Linked DNA regions of Gossypium arboreum: region 1 is linked to region 2. Evidence: chromatin contacts called from public Hi-C data. All regions are on one chromosome and are shown on one strand. The core of a region is the stretch at or near the end of the contact, and the rest is flanking DNA. Distances in the headings are between cores, read along the strand shown.

The links. Hi-C and Micro-C count contacts between places; a contact is called where the count stands out from the background.
Region 1: a Hi-C map of leaf shows a contact between it and region 2, with 2.7 times the contacts expected there. The contact joins the promoter of LOC108460863 here to the promoter of LOC108466977 in region 2. A contact is called at or near these places in 3 of 5 Hi-C or Micro-C datasets (all in leaf).

The regions. Positions count from the first base shown.
Region 1 is chr2:9,732,789-9,736,279 of ASM2569848v2, reverse strand. It overlaps LOC108460863 (late embryogenesis abundant protein At5g17165-like), which reads left to right and starts at 1,876. Exons shown (of 2, transcript XM_017760558.2): 1 at 1,876-2,284. The coding sequence starts at 2,172.
Region 2 is chr2:9,464,145-9,468,064 of ASM2569848v2, reverse strand. It overlaps LOC108466977 (pentatricopeptide repeat-containing protein At3g18110, chloroplastic), which reads left to right and starts at 2,352. Exons shown (of 4, transcript XM_017767406.2): 1 at 2,352-3,920. The coding sequence starts at 2,528.

The DNA.
Region 1 (3,491 bases), core at 627-3,126, 270 kb before region 2:
CCACGAAAATCGTTCCATGGCTTTATGGCATTTTCAGGAATAGTTAATTCCATCAATGCCACGATTCCACCTGGGCGTCCAGCTAAAGAGGTCGTACCTGCTAAAGTACAAAATTCTCGTCAAGGAAGGACAAAAGAGTCATTTCAATTAACACCGTTTCATTAAACGACGACTAACACCGTCAAGTAACCATATCACCCAAATAACTGTCTACCAGAATATTCCTCCTAAATCCGCATACAAAGAAAAAACACTTCTTAACCAATTCAACTATTGAGTTTTAATTAACTCTAAAAAGAAACTAATGATTTCAAACCCAAAAAAAAAAAAAAATTATTATTGAGGTTAAAGGCCATCTTTCTGTAGATAATTTTTTTATTAATTTTGATTGTGTATCTATATTATTTATTTGTATAAGATATAACTAAGTTTTACATTACGAGTAAAAAATAATTAAAAACACTTTTTATAAAAATAATTAAAACACTTTTATATGGAGATATTTCATGCAATTATAGATTTATTTATAAGAATATCACCACAAAGTTATCAAAGACAACCATAATACCAAGATTCAAACTTATTAATTGCTACTACTTTTCATTATCACCAATTCCCAAAATACTCACATCCAAACTACATCTTAATCTAGGGAGATAATCATGAGATAAGAGGCTCACTTCAAGCCTTCCTCCATCTATAATTACCTCTTCTTCCAAGAAGAGCAGGTAAGTGTATGAGACTAGAATTTTAGTCTGGCAAGCCACACAATCTTAAGTGATTTCTTTGCTTCCAAGTTCACCTAAGTTAGTTTAACTCTCGAAAAATGAAAATTCACAAGAGAAATTCTCTAAGGTACCAAAATGGAGTGGAATCAACTCAAAAAGACAAAGAGACTTGAATCGAACAGAAGTTCGAAAAGTGTTTGAATAAATGTTTTCAAATATTCAATAACTTTGAATAGAATACAATAAAGGAAGTGATTACAAATAAGTGGGAATAGCTCTAATTATAGTTAATCTCACCTAGATCCAATGGTATAGATTGAATTACATCAACAGTTGAGATTAGTACCTATCTACAATATGAGAGTCCTAAGAGATTTAAACTCTATGCAATTTTATCCCTTAAGATTTACATTAACCATGGTAACTCTAGTTTTATTAGAGTGGTTCATTGTGCCTGTAAGGCTTTAAATAGACAGGTTTCTTCATATGTTCCTTGAATTTGGGTCAATTCAAATTTACAAAATGAGCCACATTTAATCAATTAAACTCTATAGGACACTCTATGCGCATTCTTCACGAACTTTGATTTACAACCGGTGACATAAAAAGGAAGATAGTATCAACAATTGCTCAAACACAATCTCTACTCTATAAAACCATTGTTTTCAACAATCCTTCATACCAACCACGATGTAAACCGCCTTTATTCTCATGGCTCTTCACACTCTTACAGTGTAAACTATCATTATTGTATGCTTTGCAACTTGTATGGCTTAAATGTTATAAAACCTGACGTAATATTTTAATAAATTAAACATAATATTGTAAGTAATTTAGTTGACTGAGATAATTGTATAATTTATCTATACCTATACTTAAAAAATTGATTGAATTTATACACGAATTGATCAAACACCAATTCAACTAAAACATAATTAAAAAAAATTATCTTTTATAAAATAATAAGTATTAACACATAATGATCAATGAAATTTGAGTTTAGAACATCACGATTTCTAAAATATTAAGTTTATTATTTCAATCAAAATCTCATCTAATTTTTATTTTATATTTTTATAAATATATTTTGACTCTTTTTTCGCTGATTATAAATTTGATTATATTGATGTTGCAAGTCTCCTAATCCATAACAAAATATACCATTTTAATAAAAAAAATTAATACAAAATTTCCGTCATAACGGTTGAGTGAAAGAAGACGGTTTGTTGGTGTAGGTGGGGTTAGCGGTTAGGTGCGGTGTTAGGCCGGTGAGGAGAATGTAGTGTGAGTTTGCCATCTCCATCATCCATCCGTAGCTCTCTTGATTTATATATATACACACACTCCGTTGTAGAAAGGAAATATATTCCCATCTTCAACCGTTGCCTTATTGTTTCTTCCTCTTTTAGATTTTCTTTCTCTCCGTTTTCTTTCCTTACTTGTATGGCAGCCAATTTGAAGAGTGGTGGAGGGATCGCCAGCTTGGGGAAGCGACTTCTTAACCGCACCTCCACTCGCACCCCTTCTCTTTTCATCTCCACTTCTTCACCTACCAGGTTCTTTCTTAATTTTTCCTTGATCACAGTGCCATTTGATGTGATTTTGCTTGCTGCTACTTCAATTTCTTCCTTGATAAATTTGCCTTGGCATGATTTCCTGATAAGCTTGTTTAGTTTTGATTTATATTAATTTGAAAAATTTCTCCCTAAGATATGATCGTTTTACATCAACAAATTATGAAGTTTTCATTAAAACTGAGTCTCATGTGAATAACTGAATTCGATGTATCAATTACTTTCCATTATATAAGTAGTATCACTAAATTCTTGTAAATCAATTACTATCGCAGGAAATTTTTAGGAATATTTCGTTTTCTTTTTTTATCACAATATCATCATCACTTGCTATTTTTGTTTTGATTTTTTTCCTCTGTAAATTTTAACTTAGTTACTAAATTAAAAGTGTAAGTATGTTTTAATATTCATGAAAGTTGTTTGAATTGGATTTAATACCGATAATCGAACCGAAAATTAATCAAGTATCGGTCTAAAAAAATATTGAACCAGTTGAAAATATTTATTATTTTTAATAATTTACTAAATTAAATTAATGAATTATTAAACCGACGAATCGGTGATTGTAGAAAAAACATGGTTAGTAAGCGTTAAAATTAAAGAGAGTAAGTGTTTGTCGGGTTAATCGAGAAATCTCGTACAGAGTGAAAATGCCGTACTCGGTGGAGGGGTGGGTGGGGAAGGTAAAGGCTAACTGGATAAGGACGCATTTCCACTCTTTGTCTCCTATTGGACACCCGTCTTTTATTGGGGGCACTCATCGTTTTTTACGCAACCCCTTCATTTCTTTCTTTATCTTTTTATTTTTCTGCCTTTCAACAATTAAATATTTTAAGAAATCCATTTATCACTGCTTTATAAAGATAATAATGTCGGTAGAACACTCCTGTGTAGTATTATAGTTACCTTCACATCATAGTTCTGTGTTATTTTAAATTAATTATAATAATAAATGTCTAAAAATGAATGGTCTAATTTCATTAATATTGACTCATTGAGTGGTAGGAATGCAAATCACGTTGGATTGGACATATATCAATGGCTAGAAATGGCAATGATCATTTTATATTTATTTATAATATTCAAGATTTTCAACGCTTGGATTAGATTGTCAAGTTTCTGAAAGTTTGAGTAGACAGGGAATTTTTTTTTCATCAAATTCATATTTTCAGTGAAAAGAAGTTTAATT
Region 2 (3,920 bases), core at 1,103-3,602:
GCGGCGCACCTAAGGTTAGGGAGATTAGGTTTTTTCTGAAAGTGTTTAACACTTTGGGCCATCGGACCTTCAATTTGTTTTTGAGCTGTAATTTTAATTGGTTTTTTTGTTTTCTTTTTTTTTGTCTGATTTGGGCTTGTTGGGTTTGGGTATGAATTGGATGTATTGAGCTTTTGAGGCTTGGGCAGAATCGGAATTGTACACTATATATTAGCATAAATGATGTATGATGTTTTGAATTATTTGTGTTTTTGAAATGAGGATTGAGTCAAAAGTACTGTAATCTAATAATTAAGTCTGGAAATGAATATTATGATGAAATGTTATGGTAAGCAAAGTATAATGGAATTGAGTGACAGATTAATAAATTTGCATTTGATAGAAGAATAGTAAAAAGGGGAAAGCTTATGAATAAAAATTGAAATAAATCAATAAAATAGTAATCCGTAGAAGTGATATTGTGATTTATGTTTAAAATGGTAGTAAGCTTAGATTTGATAAGTTGTTGTATAATGGGGTTATATGTAATCTGTAACCGAGTCGATTAGAATAAGCATTTTGCTTATTATATGCTTATGCGTTTATATTATGTTTTAATTGTTTATCCTGTGATGCCACTCTCGAATGGCTAATGAAATTACTTTTTTTATTTTAGATTTTTTTTTGTTGTTTATTATCATAACATAATTCGTAATGATCTTAAATGTGTTAAGAAAAATTATAAGTATCTTCGAACATAAAATATAACACCGCTTATTTAAAATCACAAACAATCTAAGAGGTTTTACAAATAACCTCAAGTCATAGGGAATCAATACCATCCTCAAACGTGCCAATACCCTAAGCCTAATTTCGAAGATTAGCACGTTTATATAGGCAAGCTGAGGTTTATAATTAGCATTTATAAATCTAATGTTTAATAGTAATTAGAATTGTTTTGATCGAATATAGGTATTGTATAGTCAATAGGATTACTAGAGATGCCTCTGAGCATCAATGATAGCATTGTTTGATTGATATCGTGGCCAATTCAAATTAGAGGTATTACAATCGTATTTACATGCTTTTAGTTTATTGTGAATAACATTTAATGATTTAAATTAGTACTACAAACCTGTAAATGGCTTTTTAACTTAATCATTTGTAAGCCCATCAACCTTCATCAGCTCCCTAAATTGCTTAGGCATTGCAACTGAAAAACAAATTCCAATTCTATAAATAAATAAAAAAAGAAATTGAAATAAATTGCAATGGAAAAACAATTCGATATGTGAACCACCGAGTTGCTCAAAAGCTTGCAAGAAGTACCTATGCAACTCTGATGACCAGCACTACCTTCGCTTTTTTTGAGGCTGCCACTTCTCTCTCCTCTTTATTCGCATTTCTATTGTCGCCTGCTATGCCTTTGCTCTCAACTATGTTTTTCTTTATATGTAACCGGAATTAATTATGTACTGGATTATTCATTTAAATTTAAAAGTTTATTTAAAAATTAGTGAATTTGAATAAAATATAAATCTGAAAATTAAGTTATGATAAAAAATAAAATTTATTTTCTGAGTTGAATATCGGATGGGATTTTTTGGCTCGGCTCAAATCAAATAAGTATTTTTACTATTATATTGTTAATATTTTATTATTATTATTTGGATATTATATAACTTTCATTTTATTGTTAATTTTACTATTATTTTAGAGATATTTACTTGCTAAGTTGCAACTATTTTAATATTATTTAAGTATAAAGATTTTTTATTAATTTTTAATTTGTTAAAAATATTTATTTTAATATATTATATTTTAAAGTCATTTCCATTTTAACCACATCCTACAATTAAAGGAAAAAGACGTCTAGTTTATTAAATCTTTTCATTTTCTTTATTGTTCAGAGATTCAGAATGAAAAGTCAGAAACTAAAAAAAAAAAAAATCTCTTTCGAGTGTGGATTCCACAGCTAAATTGACCTAAGCTAATTAGGTTTCTTTTTGTCATCAATAACATTTTCTTTGATTTATGAGATTCTTAATTATAGAGAAATTAGAGCTTTTTAAAATAATTTTCACATATATATTAAATTTTTATAATTAAATATTTTAAAATTTTAGAATTAGAGTTAAACTAAAAAAAGTAAATGTTGAGAATTAAATTTTTTTTTATTAGGACACATCAATGTACCATTAGGGATTTAAGTCTAAAAATTTATAATTTTTCTAACACGTGTGACGAAATTGAGAAAAAACATTTTAAGTGACCAAAATAGGAGCATCTTCAAACTTGAGTGACCAAAGTAGTAATTTTATGAAATTCTGTAGGCTTGGAAGTCAGATGGGCCAATTAAACCCAAACCAAGTTGGACCCAACTTTTAGGGAAACAGAAACATCTATTCGACCAGCAACTCCCAACTCCAGAATAAACATCCGCTCCGCCCCCCGCCAAAAGCAATGGGGGAGAAATATCTTTTATCTTGTTTTCTTCCGCATCACTCGGCTTGAACTTTGAGAAGGCAAGAGGGCATTGGCCTTGGCCATGGCCATGTCTTGCAATGGAGGACTTGTTGTAACCTTTGCCTCTCCTACTTCAAAGGTATGCATGAACACCTCTATCTCTTGCTCTTCTTCCCACATCTCAACTCCTTCACTAAATGAACACTCAAATGACAGCTCTAGTAATAACAGCACATTTAGCTATAGCAGAGCCTCCCCATCTGAGAGATGGCCTCACCTTCAACTTCAACTAGCTGAAACTTACCCTTCAAGTCAAACCCATTTTTCACCTACCTCCCCTCAACTTACCCATGTTGTTAAGGAAGCTGAATTGTCTTTGGAGTCCTCAAAGTCTGAAACTTTGGAAGTGAACGATGAGACCCAGGAGAAGTTGGGGAGAGTAAGTAAGACTAGAGTTAAGAAAATGAGTAAACTGGCATTGAAAAGGGCCAAAGATTGGAGAGAAAGAGTAAAGTTTTTGACAGACAGGATTTTGGGGTTGGAACAAGACCAGTTTGTTGCTGATGTTTTGGATGATAGGAAAGTTCAGATGACACCAACCGATTTTTGCTTCCTAGTGAAATATGTTGGTCAGGAGAACTGGCAACGTGCCCTGGAAGTTTATGAGTGGTTAAATTTGAAGAACTGGTATTCCCCTAATGCCAGGATGCTTGCTACTATCTTGGCTGTGCTGGGGAAGGCCAATCAGGAGATTTTAGCTGTTGAAATCTTTACCAGGGCTGAGCCTGCTGTTGGAAATACCGTCCAGGTTTATAATGCCATGATGGGTGTTTATGCACGAAATGGAAGGTTTCAGAAAGTGCAGGAACTGCTTGATTTAATGCGTAAGAGAGGGTGTGAGCCTGACCTCGTGAGTTTCAATACTTTAATAAATGCCAGATTGAAAGCAGGAGCTATGGTGCCTGATTTAGCTATCAAGCTTTTGAATGAGGTCAGGAGGTCTGGTCTTAGGCCAGATATAATAACTTATAATACTCTTATTAGTGCTTGTTCTAGGGAATCAAACTTGGAGGAGACAATGAAGGTTTTTGACGATATGGACAGCCATAATTGTCAACCTGATTTATGGACTTACAATGCTATGATTTCGGTGTATGGGAGATGTGGGATGGCATATAAAGCTGAGCAGCTGTTTAGGGATTTAGAGTCTAAAGGGTTTTTCCCGGATGCAGTCACATATAATTCATTGTTATATGCTTTTGCAAGAGAAGGAAATGTGGACAAGGTAAAAGAGATTTGTGAAGAAATGATTGAAATGGGGTTCGGTAGAGATGAGATGACTTATAATACAATTATTCACATGTATGGGAAGCAGGGCCAGCATGAATTGGGATTGCAGCTTTACAAGGACATGAAATTATCAGGGCGGAATCCAGATGTGGTAACATATACAGTCTTGATCGATTCCCTAGGGA